Regions from separate parts of the Mus musculus genome. Here regions 1 and 3 are each linked to region 2. Evidence: chromatin contacts called from public Hi-C and HiCAR-type data. All regions are on one chromosome and are shown on one strand. The core of a region is the stretch at or near the end of the contact, and the rest is flanking DNA. Distances in the headings are between cores, read along the strand shown. Region 1 has its middle 86 kb from the start of Gm34282. Region 2 holds the start of 1110004F10Rik (RIKEN cDNA 1110004F10 gene). Region 3 has its middle 49 kb from the start of Gm46018.

Region 1 (2,705 bases), core at 174-2,673, 870 kb after region 2:
GCCAGTCTCGGACCAGTCACTGTACAGACCTCTCATGCCTTAGCTGCCTTCCCCATTACCAGTAGTTGAGGATTTCCTTATTCTGCAAAAAGTAAAATGGATCTTGGAACCCCAGCTGTCACTCCCTTGATGCAGCCCCAGCCAAAAGAGTTGTCTGTCAGATGATAGCTTGGGGAGTGACAAACGAAAGAACAAAGAGACAAGGTAGACTGGATTACCCTCCTGACCTACGCACAGTGCCATGTGGAGCTGTGTAAACCCAGCAGCAGAGCCTCGGATATTTACAGCTGAGAAGGCAGAGTTACAGAAATGCCACCCCAAGGAGACATTGTTAGCACCCCAGCTGGAACTACAGCATGGCTTTGAGGAGTCCCAATCTAGACAGATGTGGGTTCAAACCCCAGTCATTTTATACACTTTATAAAATTTTAAGCCAACTACATAGGGTTTTGGAAATTATACTGCATCTATGACACTGGTGGTAACGATTAGGCCTTTCTCTTTGACTTATTACTGAGGTTTCAATGAAATGTCTTTAAGCTAAACAATTTTGGAATGTCCAAAATAGTTCAACAAATACCATTTTTTTTCCACTGAACATCCCACTGTTTCCATTTAGAAGGAGATTGGGCCTGCTTCATGAAATGGGCAGGGATGGTAACCTATGCCATGAAATACTTCGTCGGCAGCCAAAGTAGAAGGTGCTGGTTCCCATGGCATTTATTGATCACCTTCTGTGTACCTGGGTGTTAGTCAGAAGGTATCAGTGACCTCTGCGTGGATAAATCTTATTTAAGCTTTTGATCATTATGGTAAGAATTATTAAGATAAGGCATTGGCATACAATAGTGGTGAAGGTGAAGAGGCCGATCAGGAGAAATGACAAGGAAGGGCCAGCACCCCCAGACTCCCGCACAGACCTCAGGGAAAGACGTTGTTACTGTGGTGGCCCAGTACAATGTTCTAGGCATCCTAGACAGGGCGGGACTGTGTTGATTCAGTGGTGTGGACTCCATAGTCACGCTCACACATGGCTGCACTCTGTGTCTCTGTGTGGATGTCTCTCTGGTGTAGAAGTCACTTCACCAGAGCGGATGAGTCCTCACGTGTGTGCACTTGGGGGCCTTTTCTCTTGCAGTAAATGTAGCTTAAAAGCTGGTGACGGGGGCTCTTCCTGAACACCAACCACAGCACATCATTTTTCTTTCAGGGAAAAACGCTAGAAATTAACCTGCAAGGGGCAAGTCTCTCCTTTACTTCCTCTTTCTGCCTTCTCTTCCTCTGTGTGCGTCTCCCTCCATCTCTGCCGTTCTATTTATAGCTTAAGGCTTTCATGTTTTCACACTTAGCATATAAACGTCCTGTCTTACATGAGAGAGGGAGCACAGAGTGGCTCTGTAATTAGATCAGCACTCTGTTCCAACGGCACATGCTCGCTCGGGCTGGACATTGTTCCCTGCTCCACTCCCACCAGCAGACGTCACCAAGCCTCAGAATCCTGCCCGAACCCCTCCTTCCATGTCCCTTTTAATCCCTAATGACAGTCCTCCAATATGACTGTCCCCGGCTCCCTATCTGGTCCTCTTCTGCCACATTGGAGGTGACTTCAGTGTGCTCCACCAGGGCTCAGAAGAGCCTAGCTCTCCACTCTGATCTCTATGCAGAGTGGGAACCATCCCTGCTTGTTAAGGCCATCAGAATGACAGCCCACAGGGACAAAGCTCACCCCTCAAACTCGCTAGGTCCCCAGTCCCTAAAAAATAAGAAGACACAATTATAAAGATTTAAATTAAATGGAAAAAATACAGGAGCTAGGAAATGAGGCTTCATTTCCAAGCCCTCTTGATGCATGTTAGCGAATATTGTTGAGAACAATTAGGGCTGTGTGAGTGAGGGGTTTTTCCTCACTCGCTTGTCAGGTCAGAAGACAATCTGTTTATTTTCCTGATACAATTTTATTCAATAAACTGAAAGGATGGGAGCCGGGAAAGGGGATATGAACAGGATGTGTGCCATCAATTTGTCAAATAAATAACCGTGCTTGGAAACAACAGATTTTATTAATTAGACAGGATGGTGTATTATTACCATTAAAGTGTTATATTGCATTAATTTTTATATTTTACTCGGCTACTAATTACTGTAAAAGATTTCGGGAATGAAGCAAAATAAAATCATGCAGCATTATACATAATGTAAAGATAGCGTGAATTAATTTGCCCACTGATCGAGAGAGAAAGATGCACTGGGGCTGTCTGTGCTTCCTTGGCTGGCCTGGCCCGGGAGCCCCGGAAGCAGCCCTGTTGTTGGCAGGCAGAGGGGTGGGAGGTGAAGGATGCCTTGAAGCCTGGGGTTTGAGGTCAGGCACTGGACTACTGGCTCTGTAACCTTTAACAAATACTCACCCAGAGATCTCCGTGTTCAGTCTCCACTTGCCTTATGGCAACTGTAAGAGTTTGCCAGGAGAGAGAGAGAGAGAGAGAGAGAGAGAGAGAGAGAGAGAGAGAGAGAGAGAGAGAGAGAGAGACTCTTTCAATGTGGGAGGGGTGGAAGGGAGGATGGCAGGATTTGTGCAGGTGTTAAATGAAAGAGTATTCAGAGGTCTAGATCCAGCCTGGGTAGGCTAATGCCCAGGTCCTGGTAGAGCCAAGAGGCCAGGTCCTGAGAGAATCATATTTGCAGCTTCTCAGCCACTGCCCTGCTGG
Region 2 (2,700 bases), core at 26-2,525:
TGGCGGTATTAACAATGGAAGATCTAAATTCCAGTCGCAGGGAAGACAAGGGACATGAATTAATCTCACAGACAACCAGTCATCCCTCCACTCTTTTTTAATTGATTACTAATCTTCCTCACAAGGCTAAAATTTATTCTATTATTACAATTCTGGTCCACACCCCATCTTCCAACCAAAGGAGTGTGGTTCTTAGTATTCTCTCATTAACTACAAAATAATTCAGGGAACCTTTTATGGCTCACAAAGGACTTATGAAAGATGTCAAACTGCACTAAAAGTTACAATTCTGAAGCTGACAGTGTATGAATAAGCGAGACCAGCTTTCATCTGTCTCAAAGATGACTTCCTCATGTCCCCTTCCCACCAACTTCCCCATCAATGTTTCCAAGGGATTTCATTATAGAAGAACCTAATTTTACAAGTTACCTGCAGTTTCTAAACACTATGCTAGAGCTAAGACAAATATAAGCATCCTCTTTATTAATCTTCAATTCCAGTATCTGGCATTGTAGTCAGTACTGAACAGGTTAATAAGGGACAGTTTATTATTTAAACTGATGAGCTGAAGGCATGAGAGGGCAGGAAAAAGGTATCTGACATCAAAATGCGCTTCTGGGTCTCACTCCCTCTGACCTCGCCATTATTCCATCCCCAAACTGTCTACCACAATCTTCGGCTTAATATTGGTCTCTGTTTATTAAGAATGGTGTAGTTAGGGCAGCAATTACCAGTACACTGCAAAAAAGGATTCGGGCTGGAAAATTTGTCCAAATGTGACTGAACATTTCGCGATTGCCAGAGGAGCGTTTTAGACCAATGTCAGGACTATGACATATCTATCCTGAAATGACTAAGAAATGAGCTTCACCGGTTTCCCAAAACGCAAAGACATCTCGATTAAGCTCTTTTTCCTTTTCGACCCTTCTCAGGATTTCCTTCCTCAACCCCCGTTCCTACGCAGGTCTCTGTATCTCAGCTCAGGGCCTCTTCAATCCTTCAGATTCTAGTAGGAAAAGGAAGACATCCCTCGTTGCGCCCCCTTCCTTCGGGCGCTTCTTCCTCCATCCACCCTTCCCGGCCTACCCCAGCCTTCACTAGGCCTCAACCCTCATCCATTGTTATTTACATCGTCGTCGGGGGAGGCTGAACGTTTCACCCCGTGCGGGTGAGACTCCCGGGCAGCACTCATCGTAGCTGGGATCCTGACGGGGATATGCCAAACACACTCGCAGTTCTCCTCAAACGCGACACCAGCAGCCCTCACCCAGCCGCCGGACCAAGCAGCGCCACTCCAGAACGCAGAGCCCCCTCCGGCCCTTCACCGCTACAGTCGTCACTGCTGCGGCCGCTCGTCACCCTGGAGCACACCGGGAGTTGTAGTTTTTTTGGACTCACTCTTTACTGGCCTGACTAAGCCGTCTTCAGTGACTTAAACTACATTTCCCAGGAGGCCGAGCGAAGCATCTCGCGCGGCGTGGCGGGAGAGCCCTCGGAGGCTACGCTTTCTTCGGCGTGTAGAGGGAGCTTTCCCGTGGATGGGTATGGTGGTGATCGTTGGCGGAGAGCTTCGTTGCCACAGACAGACCTAGAGTGGGTTTTCGCCTTTTTGTGTGTGTGAGGTTCTGCCCTGTTAGTAAACACATTCATCATAGTTAAACACATAGACTTAAGTGTAATGTTTGAGGCTTTTTGAATACAAGTTCTCGGCCCAAGACAAAAACCTAAAACATGGCTTCTTCCCCCAGCCTAATGTGTGGTCTCTACTGCTCACACGGGATATTCTAACGTCTTCATTCTCTTCCTTTCCTTCCTTCCTTTCTTTTCTTACTGAATAGAGTTCAGTGTGAAGCTGAAGGCTTGTTAATTGGCTGTTTTGTTTTTCGTTTTTTTTCTAAACAGCTCCACCCCTCAGGAATTGTGGACCGTTTTCCACTGGGCTTAGTGTATTCTAGATAAGAGTGACCCAACTCTCTGATCCCTTTTTAAGGTAGATATTATTTGAAACTTCATCGACTGAAGTCTGTCTGCCAAAAAAAAATCCTGTATCTTTATTATTTTTCTTGGGGTGGGGGTGGGGGGTAAGTTTCCTATATAATAAACCCCTTTAAAGTTACAATACAGTAGCAGTCTCAACCTGTTTCAACTGTCTCCTCAGTCTAGTTGCAAGAGACCACCCCCACCCCGCCCCCTTAGGATGGATACATTCGCTGCCCTTCCCATTTGCAATCTTGTTTCTAGTTCCCTTTTCCTCATTTCCCTGCTCCCTTTCCAGCCCCAACTAAGCTTCCTGCAAGATCTTGTAGTCCAGTGTTCAGATACTGAAGATAAACTTCTGTATGTTATAGCTGAATTTGCATCCACAGGTGAACCTGACATACTGTCAGGATGACTTTCTTGCCCTTACTCATTCTGAAGACTTCCAGCCTTGATTTTTAAAAAGATTTTTTTTTCAAGTATAAACAAATAGTATGACAACAGTACATGGCTAGTCTTAAGTCCCCATACCGAGTGGTCTATGAGACACCTGTCAGTGTCTGTGCTCAGCAGTTACTCTAGTTGAACTACATTTCAGATGACGATGAACCACTGATAGAACTGTGCCCAAAGTGAAACCTGACTATGCCTGTGAACCTAGTGTCTGGGAGGTGGTGAAGGAAGATAAGAAATTCAAGATCATCCTCTTCTAAGTAATGTGTG
Region 3 (2,766 bases), core at 233-2,732, 520 kb before region 2:
CATGGGAGGGCTGCTCTCAAGGACATGTCCTGGAAGAGATGGTCCTAGGCATACCACTCCCTACAGACATTAGCTCCAAGTATCTCCCGCATCAATAATCATAAACACGTTGAAGCTTGTGTGTGTGTTAGCCATGGTCCCTGAATTTACTCAGCTCCTGATAGTTAGACCCAATTGTGGTAGACACATTTAGGGTCAATCCACTTTGTGAACCTCTGGCCTTGAGTAGACGGGACCTGACATTTGCTTTGAAATGGCTAAGGCAATGGCATCCTGTTCTGACTCCATTTTGTGTTTGCTTTGATAATTCTCAGCCCTTTGCCCCACTCCTGCCTCGGTTATATCCGCCTCGGCAGCACATTTGAGATTTCCATGACCTTGACTCCTAGTATTTACAGAAGTATTTACAAAAATAATCACCAAGTTCGGTCTAAAATAACTGCTGCGCTCTGCCAGGAGTGAATGCTGGAGGATTACTCTGACCCTGGTGGAACTTTGATACATCTCTGTGGTTTTGCCTTTTAAAATGCTAAATCCCTGAAGTTGGGCACCAAGACATTTCTCAGAGACCAAGAGGATTGGAGACAAATAGGACGAGGAGACAAAACAGAACCACCAGTGACAAAATCAAACAACTACAACTACCTGGGTCAAACTTTCTTGTCATGCATTTAATCATTTACATTATTTACACAGTTGGCCAAACATTCACTCAGCAATCCCAAAACCAGATCTCTCATAAGAGGTATAACCAGAATACAGGGTAACCCTACTACTGGCATGCTAGTTTAGTGTAGGAGGACTAAATCAGGAAGAGGGCTTCCAAAAGAACTGGGTCTTCTTTGGACCTAAATCCCTGATCTGGAAAAGAAGCCCTTTCTTTGGGGTGTCTCCTTAGCCAGAAGTCTCCCCTTCCATCAACCGGAACTAGAAACCAGAAACAGAATTTAATTCAGTACCCAGAACTTAATTCAGTACTCTTGAGAGTGTTAAGAGGACTCTGTCTTCCTGTTTGGGAAAATATCTCTCCAGACTCACTGCGAGGAGGGCGGCCCTGGAAAATTTGTCAGGGCCGGCCCCCTCACTACCACCCCACCACCACCACCACCACCTCTGCCTGGCCAGGAATACGGCTCCTCACGGAGCCAGGGGAATCTCCCTGATACCTCCAATGTAATTATGTACCTGAGATAATTACTGACAACCACTCTGATTAAGCAAATTAGGAGTTCTGAGTCCTTAATTAATAGTCCTGTCCTCCCCTCTATCCACCCTTCCACCCTGCCTCCTGGCTCTTGCCTCCCCAGAAGAAAAGTGGAGCTAAAGCTGATTCTGCCGGGTTTTCCGCATTGTGCCACTAGGTGGCAGCCCCTACGTGCTTTTTTTTTTTTTTTTTTTTTTTTTTTGATCCTTGGAGAGTCTACGGCTGTTTGTTCTGGATTCTGCCACTAGGTGGCACTCAATCATTCGTCTTTTTGTTTTTTGTTTTTTGGGGTTGGGGTGGGGTGGAGTGGGATGGGGGGCGGGTAGTCTTTCCTCTCCAGGACAGAGGGAAATTCCAGCCATACCAATCCGATCCTGGAGTCAACTGTCCCTACTACACGTGGAGTTTCGATGAGTCCCACCAACAAGGGAGCTGTGGCAGGTGTTTAGTGGGGTCTTCTCTCATTTAACTTGGTCATAATAGAACTTCCTTTAGTCAATTAAGTTGAGGACCATCGACTCGAAATTCTCACCCCTTTGGTGTATGCGCTAAAAAAAAAATTTCTCCCAAGGAGCTGCGGAGGAATATGGGAAAAGAAAGGCTGCGCACTTACTTTGAGATTAACTGCTCCTCTTCTGAAGTGAAATGACCATCTACCAGTTCCCTGGACAACGCTATCGTGAAGGCAGTCTGGCTCAAGGTTTCATCGGCCCCCACGCGTCCTGATCAGGCAGCTTATATTGATCAGTGGGGCTCTAGTTTAAACCCACCTGTTCAGCTTAAACAGTTTGCTTCTAGGGATTATTCTGCTGTTCTGTGTTCAGTTGGAGCCTCCAGCTTGCCCCCTCACCCATCTCCCTATCCCTACCACCACCACCCCCAAGTCAGTAAACTCGATCCCTCCCTCTCTCCAACCCCCACTCCGGAAAGCCTCTGAGCAGAAGAAAGGCACCCAAGCCCAGTTCCTGACAGCTGTCCCAACCCCGCCCCTGAAGTCGCCAGCCACCTAAGCCCCCCTTCCCCCCCCCCAAAAGATGACCACAACAGGGCACAAGCCCAGCGTGTAGCAGACACGTGATTATCCTTCGCCTACAATCCATAAAAAACTTCCCTGTCACAGCCTGCCCAAGACTTTTTCCGGTCTCACCCACTGAGGCTGGCAAACTCGCATGGGAGTCGTTCCCAAATAAACCTGCCCTTTTTTACTTCTAATTCCGCTTGAATTGACTTATTTCCTTAGCTGAGAAAATCTACTAATTTGGTCTCTAAAAAATTCCTTGTCACTTGTCTCCCAACACCTATCCTGACACCTTAAGAAACCAAGGCTTTCCCCCCCCACCCCCCCACCCCCCACTCTCCCAAGCCCACCTCAGGCCATCTTCTCCGTGTCCTCTACCTCTTCCAGATTCACACACACACACACACACACACACACACACACACACACCTCAGGCCCCTCCTTCCCATCCTGTCCCACCCCACTCTATCCACCCCTGCCCCCACCCCTTCACCCACTTCCCCTTCTGGATCTATACACTCTTTTACTTCCCTCCTGGTGGAGA

The links. A called contact is a pair of places that touch in the nucleus more often than the background predicts. HiCAR-type assays count read pairs that join an accessible place to other places.
Region 1: a HiCAR-type map of astrocytes shows a contact between it and region 2, with 5 times the contacts expected there. The contact joins the enhancer-like site here to the promoter of 1110004F10Rik in region 2. A contact is called at or near these places in 10 of 39 promoter capture datasets (the C10 cell line, cranial neural crest, embryonic stem cells and 5 more), 1 of 15 datasets of contacts at CTCF or cohesin (pro-B cells), 7 of 484 Hi-C or Micro-C datasets (LSK cells, the P5424 cell line, cardiomyocytes and 4 more), 13 of 115 datasets of contacts at active chromatin or transcription factors (acute myeloid leukemia, astrocytes, embryonic basal ganglia and 10 more) and 1 of 9 other capture datasets (pancreatic islet).
Region 3: a contact with region 2 is called in a Hi-C map of B cells, with 5 read pairs. The contact joins the enhancer-like site here to the promoter of 1110004F10Rik in region 2. A contact is called at or near these places in 1 of 39 promoter capture datasets (stem cell-derived epiblast-like cells), 1 of 15 datasets of contacts at CTCF or cohesin (embryonic stem cells), 2 of 484 Hi-C or Micro-C datasets (B cells and uterus), 4 of 115 datasets of contacts at active chromatin or transcription factors (bone marrow-derived macrophages, embryonic stem cells and large pre-B cells) and 1 of 9 other capture datasets (liver).

Annotation. Positions count from the first base shown.
Region 1 is chr7:115,217,544-115,220,248 of GRCm38.p6, reverse strand. No RefSeq gene overlaps it. Among named protein-coding and RNA genes, the nearest start is that of Gm34282, 86 kb to the right of the region's middle. Within about 2 kb of position 1,423, at least 134 of the 459 cell types and tissues checked have an H3K27ac peak or open chromatin away from gene starts, as enhancers often do. A contact at or near this core is called in the P5424 cell line, astrocytes, embryonic forebrain and 7 more, where this site is marked.
Region 2 is chr7:116,091,955-116,094,654 of GRCm38.p6, reverse strand. 1110004F10Rik (RIKEN cDNA 1110004F10 gene) reads right to left here and starts at 1,275. Exons shown (of 5, transcript NM_019772.2): 1 at 1,130-1,275. The coding sequence starts at 1,192. It overlaps 1700003G18Rik (RIKEN cDNA 1700003G18 gene), which reads left to right and starts at 1,506. Exons shown (of 4, transcript NR_029433.1): 1 at 1,506-1,593.
Region 3 is chr7:116,607,232-116,609,997 of GRCm38.p6, reverse strand. No RefSeq gene overlaps it. Among named protein-coding and RNA genes, the nearest start is that of Gm46018, 49 kb to the left of the region's middle. Within about 2 kb of position 1,482, at least 37 of the 459 cell types and tissues checked have an H3K27ac peak or open chromatin away from gene starts, as enhancers often do. A contact at or near this core is called in B cells, where this site is marked.